Linked DNA regions of Danio rerio: region 2 is linked to region 1. Evidence: chromatin contacts called from public Micro-C data. All regions are on one chromosome and are shown on one strand. The core of a region is the stretch at or near the end of the contact, and the rest is flanking DNA. Distances in the headings are between cores, read along the strand shown. Region 1 holds the start of creb5a (cAMP responsive element binding protein 5a). Region 2 holds the start of hoxa11a (homeobox A11a).

Region 1 (6,364 bases), core at 2,087-4,586:
TCACTGCTTATTTGAACTGGAGTATGTGGCAGTGCATTGAGACTGACACTGTGAGCTGTGCGTCTGGAGCTGGTTCTGGTTCAGATGGGCCAGTGCACACGACTGCTGTTGCTGAGGCTGAAACTGCTGATGTTGACCTTGCTCAGGTTGTGTTTCGGTGTGAGGCTGCCTCTGAGCTGACGTCTGTGCAGAAAAGTTCTAAAAAGAGGAAAAGAGCACACTTAATTTTGAAGGTCTGTTTGTTGAATTTAAGTTACATTGCATCTACATGCCAACTAGTTCTCATTAGATAATAAGTTAGGTTGAGGTTAGGGTTAGTGTAAGTCAGTTCAATGATCAAGTTAAACTTATAGTCAGTTAAATGTCTGTTAAAGGAGCAGTTTCAACTTTTTTTGCCACTCTGCCCTTCTATAGAGATCTGTATATGAGAACTGTTTTAATACCTTTAATTCTTAGTACATTCCACATATTATGGACATACACACATATGCAAATATGGAATTAAATGTAAAACTTAACTAGCTTAAAGACTTCTATTTGTGGTAAAGACTGTTAAGCAAATTAATATATTATTCATTTGAACATGTGTGTAAGATTTGAAACATGAACTTCCTCTCACCGGTTTGGTCTGCTCTTCCGTCTGAGACTGGTTAAGCTCCAGGTCAGTAAAGAGGCCCACTTCCTCACAGTCCCGTAAGAAACGAGTTGGTGTTGGAGTCTGATCTATAGATGAACAAAGAGTACATATATGTCAAATCACAAATGCAAAGAGAATGCCACACATAAAAATGTCACTGGCAATAAATAAAGGAAGTCAATACGATAGGGATTTTTATTAATTAGAACAAGGTGAGTTCATTTATAAAGTACATTTATATCAGAAAAAAAATAATAATAAATTAAAAAAATATATAGAAAAATATCTATATTTTCAGGCAATAATTTTTTTCAATATATTCACAAATAAGAAACAAAGAATGCATAAATCTGATTATACCATCTCATACACAGTATACATGAATAAATATTGTATTATTATATTGTTTTATAGATAGGTGTATGCTACATACAATATTATAAATAATGCATTTTTATAACAGGGTTATCTATGTATCTCTAGAATTATTTTGAGGTGGTATGGTGTTTATAATATATATTGAATATTTAAATATGTCATACACTACATGTAAACATAGGAGGCATGTCATAGGGTCATAGAACAAAATAAAGTAGATCAATATCAAGTAACTTCCAGGCCTTCTAAACAAATGTAGAAAAGCTAGCCTTCTTCTCAATGTCATAAGCGAAACATGTCAGAAGTACTCTCGTGACATGCTGAAAAAATGGTAAAAATTAACCCTATGTCATAAACATGAGCCTGATTTTGCTCTCGCTGTTTTGGTAATTTAGAGGTAGTCTAAACCAAACGCTTTTTTCTAGACTACCATGAAAGAGGTCAGAAGGTAAAGCCCTTCTTTTGTTTTTTATGTAAATGTTTCTGCCGCTCCAGTGATGGCTCACAGACCCCAAAGGTTAAGGGTCAGGCTGATGTTTATATGTCAGACATTGAGTTTCCAGGGTAACAGACATTGTCTAAATCCTAAATTAAAGGAGATGGAGAACATGACCTATCATGACACTCAAACACATATTCTCTTTTCCCAGGCTCTTATATTTCTGACCCACAGAATTTAGATTGACACTGTCGTTGTTCTGACAATCCTAATATAACATTGATTATAAAATACCCTTTCAGTGTGTAATTATGTGTGTGTGTGTGTGTGTGTGTGTGTGTGTGTGTGTGTGTGTGTGTGTGTGTGTGTGTGTGTGTGTGTGTTTACCTGAAAGCATACTGTCACACTTAATAGAAGGGAATTTAAGCGTCATCTCATGTTTGTGTCTGTGGATGATTAGGTGGTCTTCTCTTTGGAAGCTCTATAAGAATCAGAAACAAAATTGATGTAGAAATAAATGTTAAAAAATTATTTAGAAGTATTAAACTATGAATCAATTATAGCTTGCAAAAATGACAATCCGCAGCAAAACAGGACATCTGTCACTCACCTGCGAGCATCCAGGAGCAATGCACACAAATGGCCTGTCCTGATCAACATTCATCATCTGAGATGTAAAAGACCTAATAAAAATACACATACAAACACATGCGCAGTGGAGATGACATTATGAAGTGCTCATGACAAGCAGCCAGATATAAATGACACCTACATATATTGTCTGTCTGTCTGCCTGTCTAAATAGATAAATAGACAGAGACTTTATGAACCCTTTTTAATGCCAGACTGACAGACAGACAGACAGACAGATAGATAGATAGATAGATAGATAGATAGATAGATAGATAGATAGATAGATAGATAGATAGATAGATAGAATCTAATTACTGAAACTATTTGTATTGCTTTCAGTTCTCCATATTTTGTTCACATTTCCCTATAAATGAATTGTCTTCTGTGTACAGTGCGTGCTCTCTGTATATGATAAGTACCTTATAAAACGCATGCTTCTAGCCCGGTTACTCATAAAATGATCATTCCTCTAGTTATGACATCATCGTTTAGTTGAGCCGGGCAAGAGTTTGAATTGGCAAGACGGGTCTACGGTGCTAATGCCAAGCGTCTAACTGGCCTGCAGAATGACGTAATGGCGAAACCAGAGGATTCACGCGGTGTCACGAATATTACAAACCCAAACAACCAAGAGCAGACATCTCACCAGCGGCAGATATGTTAATTTAGCAGAAAAAAACACAGTAAAGTTGGCTGATTCACCCTGAAGTATATCTGTCGGCAGGTGTCATCCACGGTTTGATTAAACACAAAGCGAATGCAAATACTTTCTTCCTCTAAACATGCACATGTGTTTGATTATAACCGTTAAATCGTGTTCGATTTAACGTAAAATTCGAATAGGCTTCGAACCGCTAACTGTCCAACATTCGCTCCGGTTGCTGACAAGTTTGTTTACACTCTTTACTAAAGATTTGCAAAGACGACAGTTTTCAGTCAGAACCTTTTTTATATGAATATTGTTATCGCCTGTTTATTCGGCGGTGTCACACCCCCTCAAACAAACATTCTAACAGTTTGCGCCCATCTCAGTGGAAACCGGCACTTTGACATAACTTGACAGTAAAACAACAACAACCGCATCAAAAACCCACAAAACACTGTACAAAACAAGTAAACTGTTTGCGCTGTAAATCAGGTGTTTAATTATATTCAAAAGACTGACTGTAAAACAGTAACACTAACTTACCTAAACGCACGCAGACTGAGACAAGCAACGCTCCTCGCGCTGGGACGAAGCACGCTGAAGTGAAACGCGATTACAATATGATCTATTTACAGAAGCATTACATCACCTTGTGGTGACGTCACGTGGGATTCCTGAACTTCTAAATCATTGCGGTCCGCTTTTTAAAAAGAGGAGGTGCTTTCAGACTCCGCGCACCCGCCCACCGGAGGATGTAGCGGGCGTCCGATGCGGACATTGGAGCGTTGAGGGAGAAAAAAGGAAGGGGAGGCGCTTTACTGCGTGCGTGCTGCGCCAACAGCTGTCTGGAGCTGTGCGCGGGACGGTCCCGATTAACGTATGGTGTGTGTGTGTGTGTGTGTGTGTGTGTGTGTGTGTGTGTGTGTGTGTGTGTGTGTGTGTGTGTGTGTGTGTGTGTGTGTGTGTGTGTGTGTGTGTGTGTGTGTGTGTGTGTGTGTGATAAAGAGAAGAGAGCGGGCATGTATGAGCGCGTTAACTGCTGGCTTAACCCGTATATCCAAATGATTACCAGACGTTTGTTTTTTCCGACGGCCAACCAAATAAAACACGTATTTCTTTCCTTTTGTGGTTACAGTACCAGTGGAAAACAGTAAGATACAACTGGTCAGTTACTCAGTATGAGAAGAAAACTGCAAACCTTCAAGTAGCCTAAACTTATAATATTTATTTATTTATTTTTTATTATTTCACTTTCAATTGATTTTATTGCCACTTTATTGAAGATTTGGACTTTTAATATGATTTAAATTTTTTTTTTTTGAGAGTAAGTTAAGTTTTAATATTTATTTTTTTAAATAATAGCTTATATATTTTAAATATTTACAGAGGCCTAATATTGTAAACACACTTGGTAATGTTGGTAAGTGTTGATAATTAACTTTTAATCAAATGCATCTACTATACCGCTGTACTTTAAACACTTTAGACTCTTTTTAGAAACCTAAATGGAATACATTTTGTTTGGAGTGACTAAATATTTATGCTTTGTTACTTGTTTCAAGAATGTTTTGTTTAATCATCGTGTTAAACCACTGATGTCATGATTTGAAATGTATGACAGAATGTGGATACTTTCAGATTGTGTTAAAACTAAGGGGTGTGTCTGATGTTTCAGAACAACGTGGTCCTTTTGTGGTCATCGCAAGGGAAAGAGTGCAAGAAAACACACAAGTGGGAGGGAGGAAAATACAGTGTGAATCATTAGCCTGCTCTAACTCAGAATGCTAGTAGCTGTTTCCCCAGCAACACCACAAAACAGGAAGTGGTAATGATGTCACATCAAGCCCCAGCCTTAGCTGACTCCTACATCTTTGAGTATGAATCATTCACACACAGAGACAATGCAGCAGAGGGCATGCATCCACAGGCCTCATGACATCATCCATGTTTCTCCAATGATATAATTCAACTTAAAAAGGAACTGTCAGGTTCACCTTTTGTTTCACCATTCTATTATAATCTATAAAATTATAAATTCATGTTTTATTCAAAGTGACTTACAAAAGAGAAACTTAAAGCATTTTGTTACAGATAACAGTAATTAAACAAAATGTAAGGTGGTGCAGTGGTTAGCACTGTCGCCTCACAGCAAGAAGTTAGCTGGTTCAAGCCCCAGCTGGGCCAGTTGCCATTTCTGTGTGGAGTTTGCATGTTCTCCCCATGTTGCGTTGGTTTCCTCCGGGCGCTCCAGTTTCTCCCACAGTCCAAAGACATGCAGTACAGGTGAATTGAAAAAACTAAATTGGCTGTAGTGTATGTGTGTAAATGTGCAACTGTATAGGTGTTTCCCAGAACTGGCTAGCAGCTGGAAGGGCATCCGCTATGTAAAACATATGCTGGATAAGTTGGCGATTCATTCTGCTTTGGCCACCCCTGCTGAATAAAGGGACTAAGCCGAAGCAAAATTAATGATTGAAAACATAATGCATTTTGACTGATTTCACAAGGACATTGTTCTCTTTTGGATGAGAATATGGAATTTGTACACACAGAAATCCATAGACCTTTTCAAATAAATTGTTATCATTAAGTCTATATATTTACTTATGTAAATGTGTGTAAATGCATACATATTCAGTTTTTTTAATAATCGTTTTTAGGGGTTTTCATCTTTATTTTGATAGGACAGTGGAGAGTTATAGAGAGGAAAGTATGGAGAGGAGAGATAGGGGAAGGATCGGCATAGGACCTCAAGCCGGTAAACGAACTTGGGTCACCGTGAGCACCTCAGTGCAATGAGTCGACTCACTAAAATAATAAATTGGACAGGCCTGCAAAGATTGACAACTGTTTTATAAAATAGATATTAAAAACAAACAATAATAGTACTGGATTACTTTACAGTTCAGTTGCACAAGCACATACACTGCATTTTCAGTGTCTCACACTATAGTATTTGTTGCCTCAACTCAAAAACATAGGTAGAACCAGCGTCTTTTAAGTTGCGCCCCATACTTCCAATTCTGCAGGTGGTGGAAAATGCACCATTAAGTTAGTTTGCCAACTTCCAGTTAAACACCAGAAGACAGACACATAGGATATTTATCACCAGATTTTTTTTTAATTGTTCAATCATTACATTTGGTAAGTAATACTCCTTCGAATTGTGTTAACTGATATATATGAACTTATTATGTATTGTTGTTCATTCATTAATTTTCTTTTTGGCTTTCCTTCCTTTTGGCAGATTAAACCTTTTATTTGGACACATTTTTAAAGCTTAGTAAAGTTCTCAAGTTGTGAGAAAAACTACAGTAAAATCTTTCCCAGTGATTATTTGATGTATTTTTTTGTGGAGTTAATGAGTTAAGGAGAATGATGAGACACACACAACGTCATTACAAAGTTGACAGACAGATACACACACAATGCTCGCATTTAATTTTTCACTGTTGTTGCATGCAAATGTGACAGGATACAGGTTAATATCCACTGCTGTATGGAAATCCGTTATGTTGATGTACAAAGTAAACCTGATTTAATGTCCTCAAACCAGGATTGAAACATCTTGTTATTTTTGTACTGATACGTGGCTGCGGTGATAAGTACAGCTGAAGTTAATTGGTGTAAT
Region 2 (6,364 bases), core at 1,327-3,826, 230 kb after region 1:
TTTTAATTTAAGTTCGAACGTTTGGGAATAATTTTTATCTTGGTATTCATCGGTATCCTATCGTTTATTGTCTTTTAAAATTTACAAAAACATATTAAAAAAAAAAAAAGTACAATTACATATTTTCACAGTTGATGCACATTTGTACACTCGACATTTTTCAACTTTCCTGTGGAATGTAATACATGTAGCTCATAACTACTTGCAAATACTTAACAAGATTTGTAATCAAATTTATCTCTTTCAGACCAATAGCTCTCTGCCTGAGCATCCATTTTCTAAATAAAGAAAATGGCTTTTTAAAATGACAGCAGCAATAGTTTGTTTTAGTAATGGGCTTTCAAGAATAGCTAAGACTAAAGAAAGATATGCATATCTCTCATTCCTTGTAGGTCGATATACAAACGGTTTGGTTACTTTTTAATTAAAATGTTTAAATAATTTTTTTTCTTACGGTGCTTGATGCTTACGTCGACCATTCAAAAACGGCACATATATAAAAGGCTAAGCATACTATAATATGCTGATGAGAAGTCCCTCCCAAAAGTTCCTACTTGTCATGTTATATTGGTTTCTGCCTTAGTAAATTTCGCTGATGTAGAAGCGACTTTGTGAAACTCCATCCGGGGCATAGAATGGCTTGCGTGGCGTTTGTTGTTCATTCTCTTTTTCAGACTTGCGCGGTGGGCGGTAGCCCGTCCCCCTCCCCGAACTTGAAGTCGACCGCACAGCCAAGTCTGTGCGGTAACCCTGAGAAAAGTCTGAGAAAGAGGGAGGGGGTGTTGGACGCAACATCAGACTAGAATAAGACACACTGAAGACAAAACCAAAAGAGAAACAAAATGTTATTTCATAATGTTATACAATATGGTCATATGATGCAATTTCTTAGTCCCGCATATATATTATTTTATTTATTTATTTTTTGACATAGGAGTTCATTAGCTTTATATTATTTTAAACTTGTTTTCCTGTTAAAACTGATATTTTACCTAAAGCAACATTAACTTAATCTGAATCTCAAGGACTCCACAACAAAGCTGGAACATACTGGATAGAAAACAGTGGGAAAAAATGTTGTCTGAATTGCCCCTTCATCCTGGTTGAACAGAGTCGTTCTCTTATGTTAAAAAAATGAGTCTCACTACAGGTCTCGCAAATTGCATAAAAATCTTTCTATCGCAGGTTTTCGTTGAACACAGGCCCCAAATTACTGCTGAAAACTTTCCCGCACGCGGCGCGGAATTTGTTATAAGCTGACGAAGAGGCAGAGCTTTTGGCGTTTAACTTACTCTTCTTTTTGCGGAAAACCAATTACTTAGGCATCGTATAATCCGATTACTTTATATTCCCGACAAACACACGTTGCAAACAATATGTAATTTGCACTAAATTAGGCTCATGTTACTCGCCTCCCTCAGATGCCTTGAGGCATTTGGCAGAAGGGGATTAAGGGTTATGCGTTGTGGAAAAGTGAGGCCTTTAACGGCCTAATCCAAGTCTCACTGTTAGACTCGTTAATTCTTGAAAGTCAAAACTATATTCTTTATATCGTGCGAGTCCAAGATGATCTTTCGTGTGTAAGTTAAAAATAAAGCAAATAAAATCAAGTACAACACCTTTCAGAATATTCCATAATTTTTTAGTTGTGATATATAAAGATATGCCCTTACAGATGACCACTGTTACATTGGTGAATTGATGTAAACGAAATGTTTAATTTAATGAATAAACTTAAGTCTAAATGCGGCCATGTTACGGTCTAAAATGGACTCTGAGGTAAACACTATCTGAATCTAATTTGTTTATCCTAAATTAACCTTGGAATGATTTTGTTTTGCAAAAATTAACAGAGAAACAGCAATAATCATGCGTTGTGATTTCCACTCAATTATAAAAGGTCAAATCATGCTATCCTGCTCTCATTTTTTTCTCAAACAATTTGAGACAAAATACACGTTTGAAATACTCTAATATTCAATGTATGTATTTATAAATGTTGTGTTTTGTGGGAGTTTGTATTACGTAAGGTAAATGCAAACCACCAGTGGCCTGCGGCTATTCGATAAGTGCTGATCGCTTGGATTTCATTTTATTTAAGTCACAAACATGCTGTTCCGACGTTTAAAATTAGATTGCAATACTCTGAGAGCTTGAAAAACAATAATCATAGCGTCTTGTTTTCAATAAAATATAATGTTTAAAAAATCAGTTAATCGAACACAGTTCTAATCGTCTATGTTGTGAAAAATTGAGTATACACATCACAGACATTAGAAATTAATTCGTAACTTATCTGAACTTTGCGTTGCGCAGTTTGGATTTCCTAATAGCCCTGTCGTCAATATATAGGCCTAACTTGAACCAGAGACGATCTGTCAATTTCTTCACATGATCACGTGACCCTGGCCTCAGTTGGAGCGGATAGAGATGGATTTCCACGTCATCTTACGTCTCAAAATTTCTGCCTCGCGGATATCCCTACAACGCGACTAAATGGCACGCGCAAATGAGAGCAATGTTGTGGGCGTTGCGTATAGGTCTCACTAGCCCAAGCAAGAAACTACGCGGGTACAATGATGGATTTTGACGAAAGGGTTTCCGTTGGCTCCAACATGTATCTGCCCAGCTGCACATATTACGTTCCGGGGGCTGATTTTTCCACGTTGCCCTCTTTTCTATCCCAAAGCCCGTCTACTCGCCCAGTCACTTACTCTTACGCTTCCAACCTGCCTCAGGTACAGCATGTCAGGGAGGTTACATTCCGGGACTATGCTATTGACCCGTCCACCAAATGGCCTCACCGGGGTCCACTGGCACATTGTTATCCGTCGGAGGATTCAGTCCACAGGGAGTGTTTACCAGCTGTAACGACTGTTGGAGAAATGTTCCCTAAGAATAATGCATCTGCGTATTATCATTCTACATCGAACACGACATCTGCGTCCAATTTTTACGGCAACGTTGGAAGAAACGGTGTGCTTCCTCAAGCATTTGACCAGTTTTTTGACACCGCCTACGGAGGCTCGGACAGTGTAGTAGACAACGACTATGCAGCAAGGGATAAAATGCACTCCAGCAAACAGTCGACACCAGCGCCCGCACCGGAGCAGCAGCCCGAAGGAAAGGAGCGACCGGAGACCAGTAGCCCCGAATCATCTTCCGGAAACAATGAGGAAAAAACTAGCGGTGCGAACAGTAAGTACGAGCTCAACAAGACTGTCATGCGAGAGAGTTTGCAATGTTGCGCGCTCCTGTTAAAATTTTATATGCTGTTTTATAAGCGTATAAGGTTTATGGAGGACCTGAGATTTCCCCAACAAAACCTAGACTACTTTAACACTGTGAAATTCAAGTGCTTGGAATTGAAATTAGCCATGAAAAGACTTAAAGATTGGACATTTTTACCTTTAAAACGCATTAGTACGAGCAGGGATTTGTCATGTTTGATTACAGTGTAACATGCTTTTCGTGTCTGCAAATTTAATGTGAGATTTATTAATAACAATAATTACAACTTTATTAGTAATAATAGCAATAATAGTATTACTTGTTTAAAAGCCTAAGTAATATGTAATATATTAGTAAAAAAGCATAATATTTGATTACTTACCATTAATTTGTTATTTTCTGTAGCTTAAATTTCACTTTTAGTTTTATAGTGCTTTTTTTTACTAACATACATGTCTATCTATCAATGTTTCTGTGTGGTGTGCGTGTTTGTGCGTGTGTATGCATATATATGTATATATATATATATATATATATATATATATATATATATATATATATATATATATATATATATATATATATATATATATATATATGTATATTGTGTAGCCTATATGTACACTATTAGTTTATATATTTGATCTAACGTGTATTTACATTTAGGTGGGCCCAGGTTTCGTAAGAAGAGGTGTCCCTACACTAAATTTCAAATTCGGGAGCTTGAAAGGGAATTCTTCTTCAGCGTGTACATCAACAAAGAAAAACGACTTCAGCTCTCACGGATGCTTAACCTCACTGATCGCCAAGTGAAAATTTGGTTCCAGAACCGGCGCATGAAGGAAAAAAAACTAAATCGGGACAGGTTACAGTATTACAGTACCAATCCACTGCTATAGGATAAACAATAACAACAACAGAGGTAGAAATTTAGTAGCTGCTGTAATGCGTTCGCATTACACTATATTCTCACGAGGTAAATTTCAAATTCGCGACAAGGCACTATTCGCTTGTGTACATACACAGAGAGCGAAGGATAGTGAAATTCATATAATACTGGTGGTTCTGCACTGGCAACAAACAAAGCAATACAAGTGTAAGCATGATGCACACTGAACAAGTACTTCGCTTGCATTTAAATTTCTCTTCAAGGATACAATATATTAAATTGTGTGGAGGAATGCTGACAAAAAAAAAGATAGATTGCCACTTATCCTAGTTTCCTAATTATTTATTTGATTTGCAAGTGGAATTACCTCCCTGGTTGTTGCAGAAAGTCTTTAAGCAATAACACTTTATTCTACGGACCTCTCTCGGGAATGTAAACGATTCATTGCAAGCAGCTGTATAGATTATTTTCTGATCTTCCAAAGTGTTCACTTGTTGCAGATTATGTAAACACAAAGATAAAAGAGACAAGTAGCTTACTGACTGAAGGAGAATAACCAAAGATCATTAATGTATTTTTTTTCGAACTAATAACTGGCAACTTTACCCAGTAAAAATCTTTAAGACTCTTTCGGGCTAAGGATAAATTGGTGTTTACGATGAATTTATCTGCGGTCATCTGTGTTACATGCATTTTTAAATTAAATCATCAAAGGGTAATTAATTAAATGATATTTGTACACACATTAAACTGTACAGTATATATATATATATATATATATATATATATATATATATATATATATATATATATATATATATATATATATATATATATATATATATGCACTGTACATATATACACATCCATGAGCTTATGCTTATCCATTTTATTTATTTTTTAATTATTATTAATTAAATTCTCGCACCGTTGAAAAAAGCAGTGGCTGTCTGCCAGTTGTAGCCTACATACAAAGTGGTTTCAGTTTTAGCAGTTATCATATGATTTTTTTATATGAACGTACTCGTAGCGTTCATATATGGCGGCCAAAGAGCAATAAAGTCAGAGCGAAAGTGCTTTATGAGTGCTTGCTGCGGAGCGACTTGGCCTGGCTGGCGCATCCTTTGAGGTGCTGAGGAATATCCGCCTAATTACGGGGACATCCTCCTTGTTGCTTCAGCAACACGGCCATAAAAGCTGTCTGTGTCTGGAGCATTTGGGCAATTGCAGCGTGGTGCCATAAACTGTCTGAGAACCAAGGTTATAGCACGATTCCAAAGGGACAGAGACAAAGAGATATTGAAGTTGGCTTTCAAAAAACATTTTCCTGGGAACATTTCCTCGGTTGTTGTGCGTTTACCTATATACATATATGTTGTACATTTGGTCGCAATGAAACTGCCCTATGTGGTTCAAATGGCCTTCATTGGGAGGCACTCGTGAGATCAATGTCATGGCCGTGGATCATCAATAGAACAAGAGGATCTTTACAGTCTCAGATCTTTGTGAAATCTGAAATATGCCCAGTGTGAGTATGTGTTTATGTTAATATATATATATATATATATATATATATATATATATATATATATATATATATATATATATATATATATATATATATATATATAGTTAAAGTCAGAATTAATAGCCCCCCTGAATTATTCGACAGATTGTTTATTTTTTCCCTAATTTCTGTTTAAAGGAGAGAAGATTTTTTTTCAACACATTTTCAAACATAATAGTTTTAATAACTCATTTAAAATAACTGATTTATTTTATCTTTGCCATGATGACCATAAATAATATTTGACTAGATATTTTTTAAGACACTTCTATACAGCTTCTATACAGTCACATTTAAAGGCTTAACTAGGTTAATTAGGTTAATTAGGTAGGTTAGGGTAATTAGGCAAGTTATTGTATAATGATGGTTTGTTTTGTAGATTATCGAGAAAATATAAAGCTTAAAAGAACTAATAATTGTGTCGCTAAAATAGTGTTTAAAAATTAAAAACTGCTTTTATTCTAGCAAAAATAAAACAATTAAGACTTTCTTCAAAAGAAAAAAATATAATTAGGCCTAATGTGAAAATATCCTTGCTCTGTTAATCATCATTTGGAAAATATTTAAAAAAGAAAAAAAAAATTCGAAAAGGGCTAATAATTCTTACTTACTTGTATACATATACATATCACAAAACCAGATTTATCTATATAAGTATCTATAACTTCCATAAACGG

What was found. A called contact is a pair of places that touch in the nucleus more often than the background predicts.
Region 2: a Micro-C map of caudal fin shows a contact between it and region 1, with 3 times the contacts expected there. The contact joins the promoter of hoxa11a here to the promoter of creb5a in region 1. A contact is called at or near these places in 2 of 18 Hi-C or Micro-C datasets (caudal fin and embryo) and 1 of 4 datasets of contacts at active chromatin or transcription factors (caudal fin).

The regions. Positions count from the first base shown.
Region 1 is chr19:21,760,207-21,766,570 of GRCz12tu, forward strand. It overlaps creb5a (cAMP responsive element binding protein 5a), which reads right to left and starts at 3,337. Exons shown (of 11, transcript XM_009294189.5): 1 at 3,277-3,337; 2 at 2,065-2,137; 3 at 1,842-1,935; 4 at 620-723; 5 at 5-198. The coding sequence starts at 2,121. It overlaps LOC141379066 (a long non-coding RNA gene), which reads left to right and starts at 4,409. Exons shown (of 3, transcript XR_012395023.1): 1 at 4,409-6,364.
Region 2 is chr19:21,994,138-22,000,501 of GRCz12tu, forward strand. hoxa11a (homeobox A11a) reads left to right here and starts at 2,577. Exons shown (of 2, transcript NM_131544.1): 1 at 2,577-3,288; 2 at 3,895-4,130. The coding sequence starts at 2,577. The coding sequence ends at 4,130. It also overlaps a transcript of evx1 not described here.